2 separate regions of the Mus musculus genome follow, and region 1 is linked to region 2. Evidence: chromatin contacts called from public HiChIP or PLAC-seq data. All regions are on one chromosome and are shown on one strand. Each heading gives the region's core, a stretch centred on a gene start, on an enhancer-like site or on the middle of the called end of the contact. The rest is flanking DNA. Distances are from core to core; before and after follow the strand shown.

Region 1 (2,952 bases), core at 98-2,597, 250 kb after region 2:
CCACCAAACCCTGTGAGGCATTAGCTATTTAATACTGTCTCTATCGTTTTGGTAGAAACATTATACTGAGGATTAGAACAAACAAACCATACTTTTAGTTTAATTTGCAAGATCATAGTTCAACCAAAATTCTCTCCTCCATTTAGTATGAATTTCAAATCTGCTTTTTGGGGAATTTGGTTTCCGGATCTTTTAAAAGTCCCATTTATTTCTATAATGAGCTCTTCTTCCAGAAATGTAGCCCTGCCCACCTGCCTTTCCCACCACATCCCTTTAAAATCCTCGCTCACCTGCTTTCGAAGTCTTCTGGTCTCTTTCTCCAAATGCACTACTAGGGCCACCGCCTCCTCTCCGCTTTCTGGACATTGCTTCTGCGCCCAGGTCTGAATCTTCTCAGGCAGAATGGTGAGAAACTGTTCGATTACCAGCTGCTCGAGGATCTGTTCCTTGGAACGCATTTCTGGCTTCAGCCACCGACAGCAGAGTTCCCAGAGTTTACTGAAAGCTTCATGGGGTCCTGTCACATCCTCATAACAGAACTGCCTGAAGCATTTACGGAAGGACTCACATTCAGTGCTGCCTGATCTTTCCAGAATGGGCTCCGATACCCACTCGGAGTCCTTTTCCACTTTCATTATGAGGCACTCCTCAACTTCCACGTCGATCTGAGGGTTCATGACAGTAGCCATGATCCAATGGGGCCAACAGGTCTAGCTCCAAGTCAGGGCCCAGAGAAGCTTCCGAGTGCCCTCCACTTAATGCCCTTGGAAATATGGGACCGTAGAGACATAAAAGACAGCAGTTAGCTGGGACAAGGAACTCCAGGCTGATTAATCAAATTTGTACAAGGCTCTTGAAAGGGTGAATGTGCACCCACCCCAAAGTCTGCAAACCCGGCCTCTTATCCAATCAAGATGCGCCCCCTCCCATGAGGTTCTTTAAGGTGCAAGGTCGGAAAGACCTTAGGTTAGAAGCTAGGCTGGAAGGGGACCCAGGGGACTGATGCTGGGCGGAGGCGCCGATCGGGAGGGGGTGTGTCCGCGAGGCGCGGCCAGCCCTGGGGTCCTGGTCCAGGTCCAGGCCGCTGCAGGTGCCCACCAGGGGCGCGAGCGCAGGAATGTCCGGACTCGCAGCGGCGCCTGCAGCGCTCGGGGTTCCTCCGCACGAGGATGCCGAGAACCTCGGCCAGAGGGGAAGAAGCTGCGGGATGAGGCTAGGCCTCGCGGGGGGCGGCGAACGGCTGGCGCGCTGCCCTGTCAGCTCCGCCAGCGCAGAGCGCGGGGGGCGCTGGGAGCCGCGGCCACGCATGCGCCGCTCGCGACCGGGGTCCGTGCGAGGCTTCCTCGCGGGCAAGGAGGGGGGCGGGAAGGCATGCGTGGAGGAATCTCGCGAGAGCGCGCAGCACCGCGACTTGCCGCCGAGGGACTTTAGGAATGAGGGTGAAGGGAAATTCTGGGCGGAGGGACACGCTGAGGTCTGATCCTATTCCTCCAGAGATTGTGAAGCAGGACGCGAGCTAGCGTCCTGCCTCAGGCCAGGCAGACGTTGCGGGAGGCTGGAGTAATTTCTTTAGTGGAAGGGGTGCGCGCGTGTGTGTTGGGGTTGCGGGTGGAGGGACTTCTTTGTGACAACTGGCGGAGGGATTACAGTCAGCATCTGGCTGTGCATGGATTGCTACTGTCTGGGAGCCTTGGTTGGAGCCAGGACTCCTGAGGAAGGATGTGTGGCTAGCTCTGTTCAAATGTATGGTCAGGAGAAGGCTTATTTTCATTTTGGGGAATCTCTTAATTACCCAAGGCTCTGAGGTCTGAGTAGCCAACGGGCTATCTGGGACCTAATAGGACCGGGCCTAGATTCCCCTACTGCTGCAAAACTTCATAGCTAGATGTCTCAGAGCCTGCTGGCTCATAAATGTCTGTCCTGTAAGTGCCTACTTTGTGACAATGTTTTAGGCTCTTGGCATCGTTAGTGGGCAGCACAACTCTTATTCTCAGAGGCAGGTAGCTTATTAGAAAACAGACCAATGACTTATTTCTCAAAGGTTTTGCCATGATTTGGCTAGTTCTAGCATCGAAGCGGCATAGAGAATACCATAAGGATAAATGGCACGGCATAAACTGAAGGAAGGTCAGAACGGAATAATCCGCGGGTGCATCTAGTTAGTATCTGCCACGGGAGAGATGGAGCCAATACACAGCCTGTTTTAATTGCATTTAAAGATAGTATTATTGAGTACTGGTTTCTTACCAGACATGGTGGTAGGTGATAAGCAAAACAAGATCTCCTATCATTAGTAGTTACAAATAAAGTTCTGTATACCTGGGGTGAATCCTTCCAAGAAGAGAAACACATTCAAGATTTGGTTTAGGTAAGAGGTCTGGGTGAATTTCTTGGAAGAAGTAGTACTAAGGATGAGATCCAAAAGACAGACCTCTAGTGGGGATTGAGCAAAGACTGGCCTTCACAAGAATCCCATAGAGAGGATGAGGTTGTCTCTATTTTAGAGTTTAGGGCGCTGAGACCTCAGTAAGGGTGGTGCAAGCGCTAAAGGTGATGGGGAGTCATGGGATGAGAATAGGGTCTTTTATGTACATGGCCCTCTTGTTGGTATTAAGCCAGGTGCACATCTCAGCAGCTCAAGGTCACAAACTTGAAGGCTTGTTGGACTTAGGGAGATTTACCATGAACTGTGTGAAGGAGAGTATAAGATAAGAAGGAGCTGGGTGTGATGGCACATGCTTGTAATCCTAGAACTTTGGAGGTGGTGGAGGCAGCAGGATCAAGAGTTCAGGGTTGTTCTTCACTACAAAGCAAGTTTTGAGGCCAACCTGGGCACACGAGGCCCTGTCTTAAAAAGGTTGCTAGTTAACTATTATGTTTACTTGAGCACCAGTGTTTGTGTCTTGAGAGCAGAAGAGCACATTTGTCAGCAGAGAAGTGAATCCACACACA
Region 2 (3,267 bases), core at 91-2,590:
ATACTTAGAGAGTTGGTAGGCAGGGCTGTGGGCCACCCACTTATTCCTGATACACCTTCTGTGACACACCATGGCTAAGGCCATTTACTTACTAAATCTCACACTCACTCCACTGTCCTGAATAATCACATTTTAAAAATCATTATGCAAAGGGAAGAAGGCTATTCAATAAGATGAGGGATTATTTAAATGCACCACAGATAAGCCAGATAAGGCAGATGGGATCAAGTCTGTCATCCCAACACCCAGGAGGCTGAGGCACAAGGATCCTAAGTTTAAGGCCCTAAGTTTAGACAGCTCTATATTTTCCTTTTAAATTTGTGCTCAAATAGGAGGCTTTCAAATAGCTGTGTTTTGACTAGTCACCTGTTTATCTACTCTGGCTTCACCCTTGTCTGCCTTCTCTTGGTGCAATTCATTCCACAAATGTATGCGCACATACACATACTCACGTGTGTTGTGTCAATCACCTGTGTGCCGTTTGCCATAGAAAACTGGTATAGAAATAGACCTGTGAAACAAAAGTCTCTATTATAAAGCTGGTTGTGTTGGCTCAGGCCTATAATTCCAGAACTTGGGGGTCTGGGGCAGGAGTTCAAGACCAGCCTGGGCTATACAGAGATCCTGTCTCTCCAGAACACCTCCCCCATACCAAGAGAAAACTACTGAAACCAAATTAACAACATAACCCAAAACTTTTACACACACACACACACACACACACACACACACACACACACACACACTACACACATACACACACACACACACAGAACTTCTAGTGGCTATGAAGAAACAAATCATGAACAAAGAACTCAATTGTCAATCTCAGAGTATATTGATAAATGCTATCAAGGGTGACTAAGGAGCTGGGGAAGCTCTTTTAAAGGAGCTTTTAAAAGGGAGGTCTCTTTTAAAAACATAGGATACTCAGTCAAGGGCTCTCAAAGGGGCTCTCACAACCAAATTTAAATGACATGAGAAGTGTGGAGAGTCCTGAGCAGAGAGGAGGACAACTGTAGAGCCTGTGGGATGAGAGCACACATCCCCCCTCCACAGAATAGCTAGAGCGTCAGTGACAATGACAATGTGCCCTATCCACTGAGCTTCAGGGCTGCTATTCGAAGGCTTGCCTCAGAACATGACTGCAGCCGCTCTGAGGAGCTGGCTAGGAGGCAGGGAAGGGACTAGTACTCTGGAGGAAAAAGAAAGAAAAACTTGCTCCAAGTGTCACAGAACACCACCCTACTCAGAGAGGAAGGGGACACAACTCGATGCACACAGAGGCCCCTAATGCAGAGAGACTACTGGAAGCCACGTGCTCAGAGCTGGAGGGGAGTGAGCTAATTGTCATGTTTATTTCGTCGTCCTTGTCCCGGCCAGTTCATCTCTGAGTTCCTTGAATGAAGGAGACTGTCTCCTCTGTTTGGCTAGAGTTTCTATAAGGGCAGGAACTTGCCTCTTGGTAGGCACCCAGAGCCTGGTGTCACCAGATATTCAGTGACCAATTGAAATAGAATGGTATGCCTCAGTATGGAAAAAAGAAGGGCTCAGTGGGTACTAAACTGTGGTATAGAAACAAGATGGACTCAGAGCACTAAACTATGAGCTCTCGTGACTTCTGCCTCACTTGAGAGAACAGCAGAGAGTTTGGGTGGGATTGTAAGCCAGGTCTCCCATCACTCGGGAGAAGGCTCCATTACTGATGCTCAGGAAGGGGACGTTAAGGATGCCACACCCTTCTACATGTTTCTACATGTTTCCCTAATTGCCCAGCATTTTGTTCTCTGGTGTGGTACCTTCTTAAAACCTTTTTTTAAAGGTTTATTTATTTATTATATTTAAGTACACTGTAGCTGTCTTCAGACACACCCAAAGAGATCTCATTATGGGTGATTGCGAGCCACCATGTGGTTGCTGGGATTTGAACTCATGACCTTTGGAAGAGCAGTCAGTGCTCTTAACTGCTGAACCATCTCTCCAGTCCACCTGAGGTCTCTTAAAGAGTGCTGTTCTCAGGGCAACAAAGTCCCAGGGTTCCTAGAGGGAAGATGTGGAGTCCCATGCAAGCACATCCACCCTATTCTTTTGATCACTGCAAGTCACTGGGAGCTGAAGCTGAAGCAACACTGTGAAATGTTCGCCGCACAGAGGGACCAGAGGGTTACTCTGGGTCCTGTGGGAGTGCTTGACCCTAACCTCTGCTCTTCCCTACAGGAGGTCTGGCCGCTGTGATCTATACAGATGCTCTGCAGACTGTTATCATGCTTATAGGAGCCTTCATCCTCATGGGCTACAGTAAGTGGGGAACTCTCTTTTCATCACTGTGATAAGCAAACGCAGAGATCAAGAAGCATATTTAGTTCCTACCTGCTCCTTCCTATTCCCGTGTGTGCATGTGTGTGTGTGTGTGTGTGTGTGTGTGTGTGTGTGTGTGTGTGTGTGCTCGATAGAGAGGTGGGAGGGGGAGTGGAGGCAGGAGATCACCTGTATGTTTGTGAGTGCGTGTGCAATTTCAGGTTTCTTCTTCAGTTAGTTAACCTGTTCCACCTTAATGTTTTGAGACCTCAGTCTCTCATTGAGCCCAGAGCTCACTGGTTTGCCTATACTGGCTGGGCTGCTCAGCTCTGGAATCACTTGTCTGCCCCTCCCCCAAGAATCTAGATCAACGCAGCTCTCACATGGGCACCAGCAAGTCATACCCCCAGCTCTGGGTTTTACTAATTTTCTTTTAAAAAATATTTTAAATTAAAATATAATTATGTCACCTTCTCCTCTCCCTTTCCTTCCTCCAACCTTTCCTATATGGCTCCCCTTACTCCCTCTCATATTGATGGTCTCTCTTTCTTTGAGTACTGTTATTATGCGTATAGAAGTATATAAGTACAACCTTGTTTTGTTTTGTTGCTTGTGTGTATACAGTTTCAGAGCTGACCACATTGTAGTGGATAGAGAATAAACTGACTAATTTTTAAAGTGACAAGTGGACAAGCTTTTTTTCTGATACTGGTGTGGATAGACGATTACATAAATCAGTGAAAGGAAGGGAGGTGTCAAACTCTGACAGACAGTGATGTTTTTGACCTTTTGAGATTTGGAAACGGAAGAGTAAACAGCAGAACAGTGCTTTCCTGTCACCCCAGTGTCAGGCAACATGTCAAAGCACATGACATTCAGATGCACGTCCATGTAAAATGCGATGCAGTGACATGGGAGATCTTTGTTGTTCTCCGTTTGTGTGGCGCATGCACGTATGTATGCATATTT

Evidence for each region. HiChIP or PLAC-seq counts read pairs in DNA pulled down with a chosen protein or histone mark.
Region 1: an H3K4me3 HiChIP or PLAC-seq map of embryonic stem cells shows a contact between it and region 2, with 16 read pairs. The contact joins the promoter of Zkscan2 here to the enhancer-like site in region 2. A contact is called at or near these places in 6 of 39 promoter capture datasets (the 3T3-L1 cell line, the C10 cell line, embryonic stem cells and 3 more), 3 of 115 datasets of contacts at active chromatin or transcription factors (all in embryonic stem cells) and 4 of 9 other capture datasets (adipose tissue, embryonic stem cells, liver and 1 more).

Annotation. Positions count from the first base shown.
Region 1 is chr7:123,499,279-123,502,230 of GRCm38.p6, forward strand. Zkscan2 (zinc finger with KRAB and SCAN domains 2) reads right to left here and starts at 1,348. Exons shown (of 7, transcript NM_001081329.2): 1 at 291-1,348. The coding sequence starts at 689.
Region 2 is chr7:123,250,196-123,253,462 of GRCm38.p6, forward strand. Slc5a11 (solute carrier family 5 (sodium/glucose cotransporter), member 11) reads left to right here. Exons shown (of 17, transcript NM_146198.2): 9 at 2,218-2,298. Among named protein-coding and RNA genes, the nearest start is that of Slc5a11, 37 kb to the left of the region's middle. Within about 2 kb of position 1,341, at least 5 of the 459 cell types and tissues checked have an H3K27ac peak or open chromatin away from gene starts, as enhancers often do. A contact at or near this core is called in embryonic stem cells, where this site is marked.